Linked DNA regions of Rattus norvegicus: all the other regions are linked to region 1. Evidence: chromatin contacts called from public Hi-C data. All regions are on one chromosome and are shown on one strand. Each heading gives the region's core, a stretch centred on a gene start, on an enhancer-like site or on the middle of the called end of the contact. The rest is flanking DNA. Distances are from core to core; before and after follow the strand shown. Region 1 holds the start of Arhgap21 (Rho GTPase activating protein 21). Region 2 holds the start of Prtfdc1 (phosphoribosyl transferase domain containing 1). Region 3 holds the start of Enkur (enkurin, TRPC channel interacting protein).

What was found. A called contact is a pair of places that touch in the nucleus more often than the background predicts.
Region 2: a contact with region 1 is called in a Hi-C map of kidney, with 2.6 times the contacts expected there. The contact joins the promoter of Prtfdc1 here to the promoter of Arhgap21 in region 1. A contact is called at or near these places in 2 of 12 Hi-C or Micro-C datasets (frontal cortex and kidney) and 1 of 1 datasets of contacts at active chromatin or transcription factors (oligodendrocytes).
Region 3: a Hi-C map of kidney shows a contact between it and region 1, with 5 times the contacts expected there. The contact joins the promoter of Enkur here to the promoter of Arhgap21 in region 1. A contact is called at or near these places in 2 of 12 Hi-C or Micro-C datasets (kidney and liver) and 1 of 1 datasets of contacts at active chromatin or transcription factors (oligodendrocytes).

Annotation. Positions count from the first base shown.
Region 1 is chr17:88,378,774-88,382,235 of GRCr8, forward strand. Arhgap21 (Rho GTPase activating protein 21) reads right to left here and starts at 1,705. Exons shown (of 25, transcript NM_001191693.1): 1 at 1,631-1,705. The coding sequence starts at 1,705.
Region 2 is chr17:88,561,285-88,564,687 of GRCr8, forward strand. Prtfdc1 (phosphoribosyl transferase domain containing 1) reads right to left here and starts at 1,494. Exons shown (of 9, transcript NM_001106127.1): 1 at 1,410-1,494. The coding sequence starts at 1,457.
Region 3 is chr17:88,620,690-88,624,116 of GRCr8, forward strand. Enkur (enkurin, TRPC channel interacting protein) reads right to left here and starts at 1,979. Exons shown (of 5, transcript NM_001106126.1): 1 at 1,688-1,979. The coding sequence starts at 1,764. Thnsl1 (threonine synthase-like 1) reads left to right here and starts at 2,365. Exons shown (of 4, transcript NM_001025035.1): 1 at 2,365-2,467.

The sequences.
Region 1 (3,462 bases), core at 455-2,954:
TTAAATGAGCGAAATAAGACAATACTGTTTTTCGCTCTCACCCAGAAATAGCCACACAAGCAAAATGCCCAAATGAAAACACATTTCGGAGCCTTTAAAAATACACATACCGCCACTGTCAATCAAAGCAGTGCGCAGCTAAGTGTAAGCACTGTTTCCTAGACAAGTACAAGATGTGTCTACATTCTCGGTTTGAGAGCAACCCTTAAACAACAACACACACATATATTATCAAATAAACGTTAGCTCTTGCAAACACAATGCGAGCAGCATGCTAATTAAAGTGTTCACAAGACAATGACAAATAGGGCTGTGGGGCCACAGCATACATTATTATGTAACTGCAGTACCCAAGAAGCAATCACCAGGTTGTAGGTAGGTCTTCCAAAAGGCGTCATTATGGTTTACTGTGATCAGAAGATTGTGGTGTCAGACTTAACCACGATTTACCTGCAAGCAGGTGTTTACTGACAGCAAAAAAGTAAAGAACTAGTTCTAGCTGCAAACCTGAAGCTCTGTACAATAAACTGTCCCAACACACAAAAAGCCCCCTCCACCCAAACTTTCTATCCCCAAATGAAGAAAACTGGGAAGCACATTTTTCTGCATGCTTTCCAGACCAAAACTGAAGTGACTCAATGTCCAAGTTCTCATGCTTAGAACTAGCCATGTTCCAAAGACCATGAGGAGAAAATTTACAACAGAGGAAAAGAAATAGTGAGCTCATATGAGGGCTCACTGGAGATGTTGCCATCGCTGGCTGTCGCCTCAATAAAGAGCAACAATGTTCAGTGCCTTTAACAAGCAAATTACAGGAACTATGCAAAACAAAGTAAATGTGACAGAACCACCAGGGACAAAAATTCCACATAAACCAGCTCAAATACAAGGAGAATAAAAGAGAACACCAGCGCGAGGGAGGCCAGAAGTGAATAGATTTTCTACAAATTCTGTTCGGGTAGCTCAAAAAACAATTTTCTTTTTTACAAGTAAATTCTTCCCAGCCAGCTGTTCTCTGAACTTCAGTGAAAGCCACCTACCACCCAGAGCAGTTCACAGAACTGTGCAGCCGTGTAAGGGCCAACTGAGCATAAATAAAAGAGCAGCAAAGCCAGAAGATTTCCAGGAGGTTGGAATTTCAACACCACAGGCGTTTTCCAAGACTGAGCCTAAATTGCCCTTGGGAAGCCTTCGAATCCCACCCAAAGCTGCTATCGGCACCATTAGGAACCAGCATCCCCTCCCATCAGAGTTGAAAACACTGGATTCCAGGTGCACCAAGCGTACCAGCTGCCCTCACCACTGAGGATGTAACACGCGCGGAGTTACACATAAAGCCACCCCCAAGCAGACCGATGTCCAAAACACTGGAGGAAAAATGGATGCTTCTCGGCCAGGCAGGGAAGAATGCTCCCGCTCAAAAGGGTAACCAGGATTCTGGCACGTAAGACAGAGACTTGTTCCTGCTTATTAATCGCTAAAGTCCCTAGAAACAAAAGTAGGCCAGGCTTCACCTCCCTCCTGGTCAACTGGGGCGCTGCCACCAAGCAGCTGACAGACTCAATGGCAGACGACCCTGTACTCTTAGGATGATCCCAGACATAAGCCACCGCCCAGCTAGCTGGCTTACCTCACAGGCGGCTCCACAGGCCTTGAGTTTGTCACCATCTCCCTCAGGCAGACCAGTCCAATGTGTGGCCATCATTTCATTTCAAATTGTAAAGGGACAAATCCTTTGGAGTCCACATTGGAGAGGTACCACCACACACCAAACGGGAAGCAATTCCACAGCAAGTTCTGAGGCGATGCAGGGTTAAGGGCTGGTCAAAAAACATACGAGATAAAGACTTGCGGGAAGCCCCTTCAAATGCCCTCTTCAACAGACTTCATTTCTCCAGACTTAAAGTTCAGGGGCGACAGGTTTCCTTGGCAGGTATGGCGGAGGCCAAGTGCAGAGAGAAGAGGTCCACTTCCAGGCGGTGTTACTCCGAGGCCAGAGAAAAATCAGCTTTCGGAGATCCTTCCTGGAACAGGGAGAAGTTAATGAAGGACATGAACTTTCCCCAGGCGCCGATCTTTAGCCTTGCCACAAGCCCAGACCAAGTTCCCCCTCTCCCACAATCCGAAGAATTAGTCCAAGGTGAACCCTGCAAAGAAAACAATCCTCTCATGCAACATTAAAAAAAAAAAAATAGAAGGGAAACGCCTGAACGTCGGGAAGAGAGAGAGAGAAAGAGAACCAGACCTCAGAACTGCCCCGGTGGCTGTGTCAAACACGCCCGGCTGCTATGAAGCCTTCAAGGAAAAAAAAAAAAAAATCCTGGTTCAAGTGCTGCATTTCCTGGGCAACGCCGAGGCCGTGTGTGCATTCTGCAGCACCCGGATACCTACTCTTAAGCGAAGTTTTCTCCTTACCGGGTTAGACTCGCAGACGCCCTCCAACTCCCCAACAAACAAACAAAAAGCCAGCTCCGACCGGGGCGGGCGTGGGCTCGGCGGCGTCTGCGGCGGCGGCCGCCCGGGCCGCGGGTGACTCCGGCCGCCCGTGGCAGCCTGCCCTGAGCCCCGGCCCGCGCCCCCGAGGAGGCGGCTGTTTTCCTTGGCCCGCGGCGGGGATGGGTGGGGAGGCGTGCGGCTGCGGGTGGGACGCAGCGCCGCTCCCGCTCCGGCTCCCGGGCATGCTTCAGGAGAGCAGCGGCCCCGGCAACTCTCAGCTCCCGGCTGCGGCCCCCACCCCCGACCCCCGCCCCGGCCCCGGCCCCGGCTCGCCCTCCCCGGTGGCCACCTGAAGCAGAGGGGAAAGCGCAGAGCAAACCACCCACCTACCACTATTTCCTCCGCCCCTTCCTGAGGCGGGTCGCCGGCGCGGGTTCCCGGGAAGCGCAGCCCGGGCGCGTGCGGGAAGCGAGGGCTCCGCTCGGCGGCTCGGCCCGCGGCGGGGCGCGCTAGGCCGCGGCTCGGTTAATATTCATGAGGCGCCGCCCCTCCTCCGCGGCCCGCCGGACCCCGGCGCCGGCCGCTCGCCTTTGTGCCCCGGCCTCCCTCGCTGCGCACACGCGGGCGCGGCCTCCGCGGGCCCGCGCCTCAGCCCGGGGCGGTGAGACGAGCGGCCACGCAACGGAGAACGCGGGCTAGGGGTCGGCTCCCAGGCAGCGCCGCGACCTGCCCCGGCCGGCCCCGGGCTCTAGGCGCCGCGGGAGGGCGTGGGGCGGGGCGGCGGCCGCCGGACTCTCCCCTCGCCGGGCCGGCCGGGGCCCCACGCGCCCGCGATCGCCGAGCGCGAGACTGGCCGGGCCGGCGGGCGCGCGAGCTGCTTCCCGGGGGCGGACTGCTCGCGCCTTCCTTCTGGATCCACCTCCTCCCACCCCACCTCCTTCCCCTCCCCTCCCGGGGGACGGTCGGGGACGAGGAGTTTTCGGTCTGCAGTCACCCGAACCGGGGAGCCAAGCTAGAGGAGGAAGT
Region 2 (3,403 bases), core at 244-2,743, 180 kb after region 1:
GAGGTCCGAACCCGGGGCCTTGCGCTTGCTAGGCAAGCGCTCTACCACTGAGCTAAATCCCCAACCCCCATCTTTCATATTTTCACCCCCTCCCACCGGGTCTATCATACCCACAGCGACTGGAGTGTTTTTATTGTAAAAGCACAAATCAGAAACTGTGTTCTCCTCTCTGCCCTTGACATGTGTCTCTGTGCCATGGGTCCTCACATGGTTTACCTTCCGTTTCTGTTTCTGATCTTGGGTGAAATGTCACTGCAGACTCTTTGATCATATGGGTAAAGACACTGCTCCCCTCCCCTTTCCAGGAATGGCTGGCTGAACTATCCAGACTGTGTTTTCACAGGGCTTCCCTGTGCCCCTTCCCAGAATGCAAGTTCCAGGAAGAAGAGTTTATCTGGTTACCAGGTGTAGGAGCAGAACCTGGCACGGCAGACAAAAGGCATTCCTCCTTGAGGGAAGGAAGGTCCTGCTGTTTAATTGAGAGCTGAGCCCCACCTTTCAACCTGAACAGTTCTATTTAACTGAGAGGTGTTTCCTTCCCAACCCACTCATTCTAATTAAATCCATTCATTTCCATAAACAGATTAGCTGCGAATTACACGCTGAGCTCTGGAAAGAGGATCTTAATGGTAAATCAGCCCCGCCCACCACCTTCACACCTTTTCACCCCATCCTGGACTCACAACTACCATCCGCTAGAGTTTAATTTCAATATTGTGGGAGCTGGGAGCCCTCGGGCTGACACCTGAATGAACGATCCCTGAAGTTGAAGAGGTTTGGACCTGGCCCCACTTCCATCCTGACACACTACTGGGTTTTTCACACATCAAGTTTGTCTTCCGTCACAGACAAGGCATAGGACACTCTAGCTGCTGGCTTCGGCAGAGCCGCGCCCCAGATTCAGAGTTCCGATTGCATTCACTAGCGCTACTTTGCACCTTGGCTGCCCTGAAGAGTGAGTTCTCAGTGGCCGTTTTCAAAACAGAACTCAAAACTCACTGAAGTGAGGAGGCAGTGCTAAAAGGAAGGCCACTAGAGCTGCGTGCTGGGGATCTTCCTAAACCCCGGCTGGCAGGCTAGAGTCCTTGTGGATAGCAGAAGTGGGGACCCGGTAGGAGGCTGGCTTCCAGGCCAGGAACCCGCGGGGAGGGTGGGAAGGGAGGAGTTATTGGGAACTCTGGATGAAGGAGTGATTTTAGTAGGAGTTTCGTCAGACCGGGTGGAGAAGGGAGGCCTGGATGCGAGAAAACCAGCGGTCTCCGCCCGGAGGAGGAACAAAGCCTTGGCCGGTTCTCTCCCGAACGCTTGTCAGCTAAAGGGTTGGGGGGCGGGAGTGGAGGGGTGCCCCGAAGGGAGGAGAGGGGAGGGGAGAGAGCTAAGGGAGCCGGGAATCCGGAGTTCGCATTTACCACGACGCCTCGCCCGGAGTCTGGCGCCTTCTCACTGCTCCCGGCCATGTCTCTCGCTGGGAACGCCGGACGGACAGCGCCCGGAGGATGTGGGGGCGGGGGGGGGGGATGTGGCTGGGGCTGCCCCGCCCCCAGCCTGCGGGCGGGAAAGCTGGGGCTACAGTCGAGGCCCATTCCCGGGGCGGCGCGGGAGCAGCTGTGGAGCAGCGCCTGATGCACCTGAGCGCGCTCCGGGGAGCGTCCCTGGCGGCCCCCCGCCTGCCCCTTTGCCGGCTCCGCACCCCGCGGGGATATGGGTCAGGCCTGCGATTCGTTCTGGAGAGAAAGCCGTCCCTTGTTATTTTCCTTCTCAAAGCCCATCGCTGCAGCCCCCAGGCCAGCAATTTCCAAGACTCCTCCCTGCCAGATTTTAAATGCACATTTGTCCCCAGTCAATGCATTAAAGAGAGGCAGTGCAGCGCGTTCTGGGCTTTGGAAGTGGGCCGGAGTATCCCGGAGGACTTCAGATCTTGGCGCCCTGCCAGGAGTTGGAAAGCGCCACGAGCCGGCATTTCCTCCGACCAAATCCTGGTGATCCGATGAGCCCAGGGCAGGGACTTTTTACAAAATACTGTATCTGATTTACCATTTTACTCTAATTGTCCTAGGTTGTAGCTAAAGGCAATTGCTCTGCTCTGATTAGAAAGCCTTGTTTTATGAATCTGTTGTTAAACCAACCCCTAATCCCAGGTTTCTTCTAGCCCAGCGACCTGGTCCTTTGTTCTTTCCTCTAAGGTCCTGCTTTCTGTTTATAGTCCTTGGTCTCCCTCATCTTGCCAGAGCCTGCCCACGGCCCACTTTGGGTTTAATAAAGGGTATACATGGGTATAGTTCTTTTGACTCTGTCTTCTCCAAAAGATGTTTGCTAGGATAGAGTATAGCTCAATGATAGAGCATTTGCCTAGGATGTGAAAGGCCACGGGGGTTGTAAACACAGCAACACACACATACATGCATACGTACACGCGCGCACGCCTCAACACAATGGCTTCTTCACTCTTTGGCTAAGATCAAGTGCCAAAAAGATCTATTCGATTTTCGTTTTCTGGCACACATTGGCAAGAGGAATACCGATTGTGTTGCTTTGAAGGGAACAAGTTACCTATCAATTCATGTTGCCCTGAATTGGAATAATTGTGTAATAATATTGTACTTATTTTTGGTGGACCAGCCATGCTCAGCACTTTGGCTGTTAATGTTTAAGCAGCCGAACTGTGGAAGAAGAGGGGTACAAGGTGTGGGCTCCCTGACATTAGTCCCTGGGCTTGGTGCTGGCTGCATCAATGTGATGTTCTCTAGCACACAGGTAAATAGTTTCAGTCTACTGCCTCTCACCTGTTTTCCACTTCATTTCTTCAAAAAATGGGCCCAAACAAATATTCAAAAGCAATATTATTGAAAATTCCAGGAATTGATCTGGAGAGAGATGGCTCAGTGATCAAGAGTACTTCCGTCTCTTACAGAAGACCGGGGTTCAACTCTCAGCACTCAAGTGGTGGCTCACAACCACCTACGGTAACTCCAGTACCAGGGGATCTGATGCTCGCTTCTAACCTCTGTGGGTACAAGACAGGCAGGTGTTGCCTACATGTAGGCAAAGCACTTGTACATGAAATGAAATGACATAAATGAATCTTAAAAAGAAACTCCAGGAACTGAAAAGTACTGTTGTTATGGTAACAACTGAACTCTAGAGTGCAGGAAACATGTTAATGCGGTTCAGTGGCCACACTTTTCCCGATGGTTGGTACAGACCTAAGGTGGGGCTATGGGTGGTTCACAAACCCTGCTGGAAGATGCATCACGCGAGTATCCAACTGCTTCAATGTCAGACTCAGCCACAAAAGTCTCCCTGTGAAGTCATAGTAAGAATTATGGCGGCAGGGAACTTCAAAATATTTTTCAGGGCAGGGCACGCGTCTCAGCATGTGTTTAGGATGCTCGCTGGCTGAAAA
Region 3 (3,427 bases), core at 729-3,228, 240 kb after region 1:
GACTTGCACCTTTAAATATTTTCTTGTTACTAAGCACCTTAGTGAGAAGACTGAGGGGGAAGTTTGTGGCAGTGTGGTGGAGAAATAGGGTGAAATGTTTTATCAGGCTTTGAAAAAACAACAAATCAGTACCTTGCATGTGTGGTGTCTTGTCTCACCCTTGTTGCTGACAGGGAAACTGACATCACCTAACAGGATTATTTAGGGCACTCCATTTATTGCTTCTTATTCTAAGTCCCTTTTGTAAGTATTTCTTAAGAATAAACCAAGAAATTCATGCTGTCACTCTAGCATGTGCAAGAATACTGGGGCACAGTTAGACACAGAACAGGGGCCAAATAAATCCCTTTTAAAACAAACTTCCCAGGTGCATTAGAGCTCTTTACCACTTAACAGAATGCTGAACTATTAAACTCAGTATTCCACAGAAGGCAGATTATTTCAGTGTGCTACAGAGAGGAGGAAGTTTATCTTTGACAGTTCAACCAAAAGTTAATTCAGCCACAAGTAATGTGAGTATTGCAATTTACTTGCCTTCCCAAAGAGGACCAGCTGATAAGCAATGGAAGTACAATGTCGTGATTGCTCTGATCTAAGCTAGGTATTCGCTTAGGGTTAAAATGGAAGAAGTTCCACTTTGCTGGTACCACTCCAAGTCATAAAAAATTTGACCATTATATAGAGGGAACCTCAGAATGTCTACTTCCCTTATTTTCAAATCAGAAAACAAGTGCAAATTGATCGCACACTTCCACAATAATAACTTGTAAATCTTGAATTTTTTGTTTTTTAGCTCAGAGGATTTTTTTTCCTTAGTTGTTTAGTTTTAGACACAGGGTCTTTCTTTGTAGCCCATGCTAGCCTTGAACTCTTTCTTCCCTCAGTATCCTGGATGCTGCAATAGGCAGGCACACTTGAGTGTTGGTTCTTTTAAAGTGGCTGTGTCATTCATAAGTCAAAAGACAAAGGTACAAAGCAGAAAACACCAACTCCTAAGAGGTATGAGACTGTCTTCTTCTCTCAGATTTCAATAGAGTTTACAGAATAGCCATATGGCGGAGTGGAGTGTCTGGGACATTTATTTTGTAGTTTCCTTTTTGAGATTTGGAGATTTTCAAAGGTCTAACAAATACAGACTAATTTCCTTCAATTGTTATTTTGGAATCTCTGTCCATCCAACCATATCCCTTCAATTAAACTACAAAGGCTGAAAAAAAATCCTAGACATATTCTAGTCCACCATCTTTGTTTAACCAATTGAAATACCGAGGCCTAGAAACAAATGGGAATTCAATTTCGACCCAAATTATGGGAGGCAAAAGAGTGCAGAAGTCAAATACAACACTGAGTTTCTAAAATTAAACATCAGATTTCCTAAACTGGACTGATAAAACATTTTTTCTCTTTTCAACGACATGGAATTTCACACTATACACACCACCTAAAACCGAACCAATAATTGCAAATAAGCGGGAATTATGATCATAAAATGGACATCTGACAGCTCTAGCTCACCTTTTTTTCCCTGTGAATTAGAAAACGCTATTTAGATTTGTCCATTAGTTCCTAAGAAGTTGCCACCCAAGGTTAATTTTAAAAGTCCTATGATATGCAAGCCCTTAATTCTTTAAAAGAAGTCAGCAATCTTCCTCTGGGCTGAAGTCATCGCTTTTGCTTACCCACATACCTAGGACGCTGGGGCGGCTCCTTCAAGTCACTGGGTATGAGGTTATAAATACTCTCGGAAGTGCAGGCTGGGTCCATGGCCACCAAGGAGTTCCTTAACTATTCAGCTTATGGCTCACTTTCCCACTGTCTCCACTCCTTCTCTCACCGCCGTTTCCTTTTCTTGCTCTCTTATCAAGGAACTAAAATCTATCTTTCGTGTAATTTCCCTTTGACCCTTTCGTGGGAGCCCCTTTTCAGGAAGAAAATACTCTGCTCCTTCTGGGACTGAATTGCGTTGTTGACCGCGTGGTTGCTAAGGAAACAGTTGCTAGGAGACGGGGCGGGGCAAACTGGCTTTTTCTGATTCCTTTTTCTGTAACCTCTTCTGTCTGAGAAAAACGTACGGATAAAGACATTCCTGCGTCTTTGGAAAAGATGATGTAGAAACAGTGGTTCCCCTCCCCTTGCGCACAAACATTTTGCTTTTTTCCATGGTGCATCTGGAAAGAAAAATTCTACAATAGGGAACACGGCAGACGCGCAGGCGTCACACAATAGTCTCCAACACACAGGCCGCGCCCCTGCGGGGGCGGAGCGACCGACGGGGGAGGGGAGGAGCCGCGGGGCAATGGGCGGGGCGTCTGGGTTACGTGGCCGGCCTAGTGGAGCGGCGCGCAGTCGGCGCAGGCGCAGAAGCAGCAGCTCTGGGGCGGGTTTGCCGGCTGAGGCTACCAAGGCGGTGTCGAAGTCGCTTCCCTTTCCCCTTTCTCTTCCTATTCTTCTCTGGGTGGTTTTCTTGGTGAGTTAATGGAGGAGGAAGGGAAGGCCAGCGAGCGTTGTTGCCCTAGCATCCCTCCTTCCGTCGCGCCCCACCAGGCCCCGGCTTCGCCATCCACCTGTCGCACCGGATCCCGCGGCGCGCCCTGCGCTCCGCTGTCTCCACGGCGCGTGCGCGAGCGCAGCTTGCGCCAGGAGGACCAGCCTTTGGAAGTGGGCCTTGTATTTGGCCCAGGTTTCAGCCCTTGACCCCTTTTTGACATATATATATATATATTTTTTTTCTCTCTCTCCGAGAAGTGCTTTTATTTTGTTTTGAGCTGTTCGATCTTCCGTTCATGCTTACGCACTTGTGACTGCACGCTCATTTGAAAGACTTAACCCCAGTCACACCCATTGGCCCTCTGGTTTGGGGGGTGGGGGCCGGGGGAGTGATCCATGAGTCTGAAACCACTTGGCAGGCAGTGTCCAGCCAGGGAAGTCAAGTGCATTAGCTCGGCAATTCTAACTGCCTGGTGGATGGGTTAAATGGCTTGGTGGCTTAGTGAACTTTATAGTTCTTAGCTTAGCTCAATGCAAATGGCGGTTGGAGGCTTTTGCTAAATTTTATTCGATGAATAAAGGAGCAATTTTGTTTCCTGTTTTTCTGTTTGATAGAATTTATATTTTTTTTTCTGGGCAGCCCACAGTTCAGATGAATAATCTTTGGAGGGGGGGTGATTCCTTATTTCACAGCGGATTGGATTTCTTTAAAAACATTTCATACAGATTTATGTGTGGATAGGAAAACAAAAATCTCTCGCCCTCTTTTTACTTAACATGTAAAGAGAAAAACTTTATTGTTGTGTATGTGCTCCTGTGCATGCTAACGTCTGATTTGTGAATTAATAGAATGCGACATTATTGACCAACTTGATATCCATCAGCCAAGGTATATATATACCTTCCAGACCTTGGCACAGAACCCAGGGATTCAGGTATT